2 separate regions of the Mus musculus genome follow, and region 2 is linked to region 1. A link is a contact called in public Hi-C data. All regions are on one chromosome and are shown on one strand. The core of a region is the stretch at or near the end of the contact, and the rest is flanking DNA. Distances in the headings are between cores, read along the strand shown. Region 1 holds the start of F3 (coagulation factor III). Region 2 overlaps Abcd3 (ATP-binding cassette, sub-family D (ALD), member 3).

Region 1 (4,070 bases), core at 733-3,232:
ATGTATGTATGTATGTATGTATCTGCATTATTTAGATACAGGGTCCCACGTATTGTAGGATGGCCTGGAACTCCCTATGTACAGCTAAGAGTGACTGAATTTCTACTTCTACTTCCTCCCCGAGCAACACAGTGACCACAGTGACAATTCTATGCTGGGTTGAGTATCTAAACCAGGACTTAGGTGTGCTTGGTAAGCACTCAAGGGACAGAGGTACAACCCCCCCCCCCCCCGCGCCAGTTCCTGTCATATCAGTTTAGCATATGGAATGTTTCCATTTGATGGAACATCACAGTAGCCAGCAGATTACCATGACAACTCTACCATTTGGTAAACAGCCCCATCCAACAACTGACTTCAAAGAGTCCCTATTAGTGCATAAGAGCTAGACGTGCAAAGCTGTTAGCCATCTTGCTTTGGTTTTAACCTGGCTTACCTTATCTGTACAGTGTAGGTATAGTTGGTGGGTTTGGGTTGCCACTCCAAAATTGTCTTGAAATCAGTTGATATCCAAGTTAAATTAAACGCTTTCTCTGGAATGCCTACAAATAAGCACAAAATATCTCGAATTGCACCCAGTTCTGTGGTCTCGACCTTGTGTCTTAAACACTTTCCCAGCCTCTGCCATCAAAGGGAGCACATGTTTTGTTGCCAGTCACAAAAATAACGTTGCTAACTTGTCAAGAGCAGAGGGTGTGTGTGTGTGTGTGTGTGTGTGTGTGTACGTGTCCTTCCCCCCACGCCCCATCCCCGCCCTCAGGGCCATATAGTCCTCTAGGCAACACCCATACTGCAATCCGTGGAAAGAGCTGAAGATCCTGAAGTCCTCCTTTAAACTATTCCAGGGAAAGCCCACTTTAAAACGACACAGAAGGAGGGCCCAAGGTGCCAGAGAGTCCCGGACTCTTCCGAAGCCGTCGGAGAGGCCGCAAGGAAGGGTTTGAATAAATTCCAAACAGGGCTAGTCCCCCACACACGTGAGAGTCAGGAATGCACATAAACGAAAAAAAAAAAAAAGAGTCTAACCGGACTTTTCCCATTGTAATCTAAAATATCTTTACACTGAAATTCTCAAGGAGAGCTCGTCAGACGTGCAGCCCACGTGGCACCTGTCACATGGTGGGATGCTATTCCATTAAAGTGCTGTCATCAACGTCTCGTTTTGCAAGCCCCCTGGTTTCAGCCTCTGCCTCAACTCAGCACTGGGTAGATGTGGGTATGCACTCTGTCTTGCCTGAGTTTACAACAGCCTTGCTTCTATCAGACCGAAACCAAAGGCCACAAGAACACCTATTTATTACGGGAAGGCGCACACCTTGTCAGAGATAACATGCAAGCCACGCAAAGCGCAAAGCACGCCGACTTTGGCAAAGGCGGGCCCACGAGCCTGCCACCTTCAAGGGCCCAACATCTAGGAAACTCTCCCTCAGAGTTAAAGCTGGAATCTCAGTTTTATCTTATGCAACCGCGGTGGACGCACAAAGCAGGCATCTTTAGCAGTGACAACTGCCAGGAGTCCGGGCACCAACTACCTTCCATCCCATTGTTCATTCAAATCCTCAGGGCGAGCGCAGCCAAATCCACAGGTACAGCCGGACACCTTGGTGTCCCCAAGGAACCAGAGCAGCACCCCCCCTCCCCCCCCAGCTAGCCAGATAGGTTCTCTGTTTCCCGCGGGCGGAGCGCCCCCGGCTTCTCAGGACCAATGCCACTCACCTGCACCCGCGGTCACCTGGAGGAGGAGGCAGCCGAGAAACGTGGGCGCGAGAGCCGCTAGGAGGCGCGGGCGCACGAGGATCGCCATGTCCAAGGGCTGGAGGCGAGGTCTCGGGGCTTCAGCGGCGGCGCGTTGGCTACGCTACAGGAGCGATCGGAGGGAGCGAGTGATGGGTACCGGCTGTACCCAGGCTGCCGGGGTCGGCGCGGGGTGCGTTATAAAGGGCCGCGCGGACACCGGCTCCTCTCCACCCCGCGCCGCCTCCGCCGAAGCTCGCGACTCCCCGCCCCCCGGCCCGGGTCACTCGCTTTCGCGGTGGGCGGCTCCCGATCAGTCCACACCCCTGCCCCGCCCACTCCCCTCCTGTAGGAAACTCCGAGACCCCGAAAGGGGTGACTCAACCGTGATTCAACAGCGCCGCGGAGCACCGAGCTGCCCCTTCGGCGCAGGCGGATCCAGGTACTGCGGAGACCCAGGCTCCCGGGCTGATCCCTGGATGACCAGCCTGGGTGGCTGGCTGGGGAGAAAGGAGTGTCATTGAAGGGACTTAAGTTGAAAGTCAAGGGAGTCTTACTTTTCCTCTGCTTTCGATGTACGCTGAGGCCCTAGCAGAGGATGTATCAAAGCCCCTGGACCACTCCTGGTAGCAGAGGGCAGTTCCAAAGCCCTGCCTGAACACGCAGTGGCTAGCAGATCATTCTGTCAGTCCCTTTGGTCCGCTGCACAGGGCGGTGCAGTAAATGCACGTGTCTGCCATGGACAAGGGCCCTGGATTAGGTCTAAAGGCCACTTGGCACCCCACTCCCGTTCCCGAGGTGACCGAGGAACTGCAACATGAAGCCTGAGAGAATTTGAGCGTGACTTCTGTAGCCACGGGGGTTCCAGGAAGGATGATTCTCACGTTGAGGAAGCCCGCAGTGGGTTTGAGTGAATTCCTCCAAAGCGCAGAAAAACAAAAAATGAAACTGAAAAATAAACATTCGGACGTTCCAATTTGTGTTTTCCCTTCCTGGATGCTGGGAATGGACCCAGGAGCCCACCTCTGTCACTGAGCCTAGTGGCAGCCAGGTGTCACTTGCAAGCTTTGGGTTTTCTTCATTTATTTCCTGGCCTCCTGTTCTAGGCTTTGCCGTGACGTTGTTGAAGCCTTAGACGATCACTTATCCTACTGGTAGCATTTGCTCGACAGTGTATCAAACGATTTCTTGTCACTCCTGGTTGACTGTCCAGTTTATCCCTTCTTTTCCAATTTCCCTAATTCTGCGACCCTTTAACACAGCTCCTCATATTGTAGTGATCCCAACCATAAAATTATTTTTATTGCTACTTCATAACTGTAATTTTGCTACGGTTATGAACTGTAATGTAAATATCTGTGTCTTTGGATGCTTTGTACAATCTTCCTTCCTTCCTTCCTTCCTTCCTTCCTTCCTTCCTTTCTTCCTTCCTTTTTTACTTTCCTTGAGTAAAGTCAAACTTGGGTCCACCTTGTAGGCTCTGAGAAGTGTAAAGAGTAACTAAGCTGTCGTCCCACTCACAGTAGCTTTTGATTAGGCTTCCTGCTTATGTCTGAGAATGGACAGGGCAGAACCTCTTAGATAGCCTTCTACAATACCAATCTTGAGGTCAGCTGGTCCGTGTGCTCACTGGCCTAAGTACACAATGTAGCTCTATCTGGTCCTCTACTCCAGGGACTTTCCCTCTTGACCGCACTTTCTTTTACTCCCAACTGAGCAAAGGAAGAGGGCATCAAGAAAACTGTTCAAAGGGTGATCTTTTTTCCATCCACGGACCCTCAACTGTGTTCCTCAGCAGGTGTGGGAAACACTCGCGGTTTGGGGAACTTATTGTTCATAGGCAGAAATATCCTGTTGGCTATTCCTTAAAGCAGACATGCGTGAAGACACGTAGAGAGCCCAGTTTCCTTTTGCATCACCAGTGGTGCAATGTGGCTGATGAGGAGTCTGTAAGTGACCAGGGCACGCTTTTAGCCCTTCTTGTGCACGTTTATAGAGCATGCTAACAGCTTTACCAACCAAGTTCATCAAGTACTTTACATAATCTCAATGGTGCCCTCTGTCAACTTCCCCCATCAAGCTCTTTTAGGGGGAGGGGGGATCAGGTCCCCCCTTTAGCTCTTAGCACAGTTTACAAGCACCCAGGAGGAACTTGACACATTTGAATCAATAAAATTCATTTATGCAGCCACACTTGTCGCTGAGAGTTTTCATTAACATTCACCAGATGAACTCTTGTCGCTGAAGCGCTTCTGTCTGGGAGCCAGGCAGTGAGCAAATCAGATTGGTGAGGAAATGCAAACCTATGGATTCCAAGGACTTTGCTCCCCAGCCAG
Region 2 (4,070 bases), core at 765-3,264, 39 kb before region 1:
TGGGTTTACAGGCCGCCCACCATGCCCACCGCCAAAACCCAGTGCTCATGCGGGGACGGCAGGTGCTCTACCCTGAGGCATCTCTCCACCCTTCGTTTGTTAGTTTTTAATTTATTTGGTTTATTTTATTTGGATAGTATTATCTAAAACAAGTTTCTTTTAGTTGATAAACAGGAGGTAAGCTGTGCTGCCATTATTTACATACTTGTTCACTAGTCCTGATGAACTCTTGGTAGATTTGAAAAATAGTAGTATATTCTGTTACTCTGTGTGACTAAATGAGTTTCAGGAGTATTTTAACAGTTTATATTTGGGGAGTTTACAATAAGCCATGTATATATGCACACTCTTGCATGTGCATACATGCGTGCGCATGCACACACACACATGCACGCACATGCACGCACACACATCCACATGCACACACACACATACACTCCCTGCCACTTGGAGGATGCTGTGGATCAGCAGCCGTAGCAGTACCTGGAAGTTGTTAGAAGTGTGGAATCTTGAACTTTGCAAAGTAAAGCAGCGTATTAACAAACTGTCACGTAACTCAGGTGTGTGAAAGGATGACGTGTGGTGTGCTGTCGAGAGGGTCCGCAAGGGTCTTCTCCACTGGAAGATTGTTGATTGAACTGGGATTGTATTTCTTTAATGGCTTGTTTCTCTTCTTGAGTCCTCTTTAGTAATTTGTATGTGGTTTCCAGTTTTCTAGGCTTAGAGATGTCTGCAGTGTTTCCATGCATAAGGTCATATAGACTGGATTTGGCTTGAAGGCTTCTCCCTGACAATTCTATGTTGTTGCCTTTTTTGATTTTAAGATGTGTGGCTCTGTAAGATACATTCCACTTGAGGGAAGAGAACTTACCTGAGCCTTTGATGGTCATTTAACATTGTACTGGCTATGAGGAAGAGGGCTGGGCCCTTAAGTTTAGAACCTTTAAAAACTGTTGCTTTGGAACCTGTTGCATGCATGGCGCTCATGTAGGTCAGGGGACAGCTGTAGGAGGCAGTTCTCCACCACGTCAGTCCAGGAATTGATTCAGATTGTCAGCCGTGGTGGCAAGTGTCTTGCCCACTAGGGCTTCTTGCAAGCCCAAGACCTTTTTCTAACTACCAAACTGTAAATTTACAAATGACATAAAGCAGCACTTGAGCTCAATGACATTAAAGAGAACGGTGGCTGCTTTGCCGAATCCAAGCCACGAGCATCCGGTGTTTGGATCTTACCATTTAGATTTTACTTTTGTATTTTGGCCTAAGTAATTCTAATACACACTATGCCTACCCTAATCCAATTAAAACATCAGGAATAGAAAAAAAAAAGTCTCAGTAGGCTTTTGATACAGTTGAAATATGAAAGCTGATAATGTGCATATCTTCTTATGCAGCTCCTAATTTGCACATTGGCAGCCAAACTTGTGGCACAGTTTAAGTGGTACTACTTGGTGCCAGCAGAATAATTTAGTCATAAAATTTCGTGACAGAAATTTTCAGAATTTACTTAGGCTAATCTTTTAAGAGTATTATCAAAATGAAAATAAGATTAGGGTCTAGAGAGATGACTCATTGGTTCAAAGCCCTTACAGTTCTACAAGAGGACCTGGGTTCAGTTCACAGAATCCACATGGTGTTTCACAACTGCCTTTAATTCCAGTTCCAAAGGATCTCACACCCTCTTCTAGCCGCCAAGGGCACTGGAGGCTACATGCAGGCTAAGCAGTCACACACATAAAATAAAAATAAATAAATCCTTTTAAAAAATAAAATGAAAGGGGGAGGGGGAGGGATAGGGGTTCCCAGAGGGGAGACCTGGAAAGGGGATAACATTTGAAACGTAAATAAAATAGCCAATAAAAAAAGTGCTGAGAAAAAAATAAATAATACAATGAAACTAAAAAATCATGGTGAAGGTTTGCTGATTCTCCCAAAGGTGAGAGGTGTGTGTTGAGGATCTAAGGCAGTGTCCTCCCAGTCATCTGTGTTGGCTGGGTAACTCCTAGGCAGTGGCTAGGACTCTCCTGGGCCTTAGGACTGTGTTTAGCAGCACTTTTAGTGCTGTCCGTTAGATGGCAGTATTGTTCTCAGCATACCAAAAAAAAAAAAAAAAAAAAGTCTTCAGTCATTACCAGAATGCCCACCAGATATTATATATATTTTATAGATGTATATATAGATGTATATATACATATAATATATTACATATAATATATATATGTGTAAATATATATTATATTATACATATAATATATATATATATATATATATATATATATATATGTAAAAGCTTGCCATTCAGTTGAGAACCACTGATCCAGAACAACTACAGTGATGTTTCTTCAAAAATCTAAAAATCTGAACTGTGTTAGAAATTCTGGACCAAGACTGAAATATTTTTATTATGTTTTATAGTAAGCTTATTGGGTAGCAAAACCTAATCCAAACTTTGAAGATTTTTTTTTACAACTTTTTGTCTCATTTGCGTCAGTATTTGTATACATTACTGAAGACACATGCAGAATTCTGCTTAGAACCTTCTAGAAGCAATGGAATAATTACTCCCAACTCTGAACCCCAAGACATAATTCCAAGATGAGACTACAGTAGGGAACTGCACATCTGGAAGCAGTGACTTCCTGACTTTAATCTTTTGCTGTCCGTATCTTACCATTTCATAATAAATCAAATGTAGGGTATGTTTTATCGTTAATTCTTCACTGTAGCCACTGAACGTGGTATCTAAGAACTTAGAAGCATGTGTTTGCGGCTTGCCATCCCGATGTGACATAACCCTCTCTTTGAATCTTTGAATTAGGTTGGCATCACCCTCTTTACCGTTTCACACAGAAAGTCCCTTTGGAAGCACCACGAGGTTTGTATTTCTTCCCTTGTACGGAGTGATGAATTTTATGAATCTTATGTAAATATGTGAATTTTGTTGACTGATTTTAGATTTCATGGTCACGTCACCATGTGGGCATACATTTTATGGAAAAGGGTGGTTTGAGCTTTACAGTATACAGTGGGACTTGATTTGGTATTATTGTTGTCAGTTTTGGAAGCGAGAATGTATATAACAATCTCTAGCTCTACTGAGATTAGAGAGCAGTTAGGTCTCTAGTGTCATAAGTGACTGCTGTGTAATAGCGATGGGTAAATGAGCTGTGTCGTTACCATTCAGGTTTGACAGAAGAGCAGAAAGTCTTAACAATTAGATGGCAAAATTTTGTTAGCATTTTCAGTAGCGGTCAGGACTATAAGGGAAAGATAGCATAATGCCAGCCATGTTTGTAGTATAATAAAATAGGATCTGTTAGATAGTCCCAGCCACTTACCAGACACCGTGCTGAAGTTCGAAGTAGTACAGGAAGTGCTATAGATTCTGGGTAGTGTCCTCAAGGTTAGTGGGGGAATGTCGAGAATAGAGCTCTTTTCTTCTCTCTGATTCTCTTATCTTTCCTTTTCAAACTTTGCTATTCCCTCCCTCCCCTCTCCTACCCTCCCCCTTTTCCTCCCCTCCTCCTTCCCTGTGCTGGATCCAGCCCTAGGCCTCATGTGTGTAAGAACAGCCACCGTGTAAGGGAAAGGAACACGAAGCAGCTAAAAAATAGCAAACAGAAAATAAACAGAAAACATATCTTTATATATAGACACTCACTAACTAGAAACAGAAGGCTTTGTTCTGTGTCTTTGGGGGCACACGTATAACTCCTTCACGTCTCTGCTGAACCTAAACAAGAGTCTTTCAAGTGGAGAGTGGTAGCTGACCATGAAGCAGTCAGTGCTGCACTGGTGAGCCACCCAGGCTCTGGCACCGGTCATCCTAGTAGCTCTGAGCTGCAATTCAGAGCTGTGAAAGCATCTTCTTTTGTGGGATGCCTGTGCATTGACTAGAAACGTGCAAAAGTCTGTTTTAGTTCTCCGAAATGGGGAAACATACCTGTTCTTAGTCTCTGACTTTCCTTTTTCTCCCCTAGTACTACCTGCATATGGATGGGAGAGGCAATTATGAATTCAAAAAGATCACAGAAGATACAGTTGAGTTCGGATCATAGAGACCATCTCAA

What was found. A called contact is a pair of places that touch in the nucleus more often than the background predicts.
Region 2: a Hi-C map of nephron progenitors shows a contact between it and region 1, with 1.9 times the contacts expected there. The contact joins the enhancer-like site here to the promoter of F3 in region 1. A contact is called at or near these places in 9 of 39 promoter capture datasets (the 3T3-L1 cell line, 3T3-L1-derived adipocytes, embryonic stem cells and 5 more), 47 of 484 Hi-C or Micro-C datasets (the 3T3-L1 cell line, the AML12 cell line, the C2C12 cell line and 27 more), 3 of 115 datasets of contacts at active chromatin or transcription factors (bone marrow-derived macrophages and embryonic stem cells) and 3 of 9 other capture datasets (adipose tissue, liver and pancreatic islet).

The regions. Positions count from the first base shown.
Region 1 is chr3:121,721,449-121,725,518 of GRCm38.p6, reverse strand. It overlaps F3 (coagulation factor III), which reads right to left and starts at 1,982. Exons shown (of 6, transcript NM_010171.3): 1 at 1,717-1,982; 2 at 437-542. The coding sequence starts at 1,804.
Region 2 is chr3:121,760,220-121,764,289 of GRCm38.p6, reverse strand. It overlaps Abcd3 (ATP-binding cassette, sub-family D (ALD), member 3), which reads left to right. Exons shown (of 23, transcript NM_008991.3): 22 at 2,819-2,875; 23 at 3,981-4,070. The coding sequence ends at 4,058. Among named protein-coding and RNA genes, the nearest start is that of F3, 39 kb to the right of the region's middle. Within about 2 kb of position 2,014, at least 19 of the 459 cell types and tissues checked have an H3K27ac peak or open chromatin away from gene starts, as enhancers often do.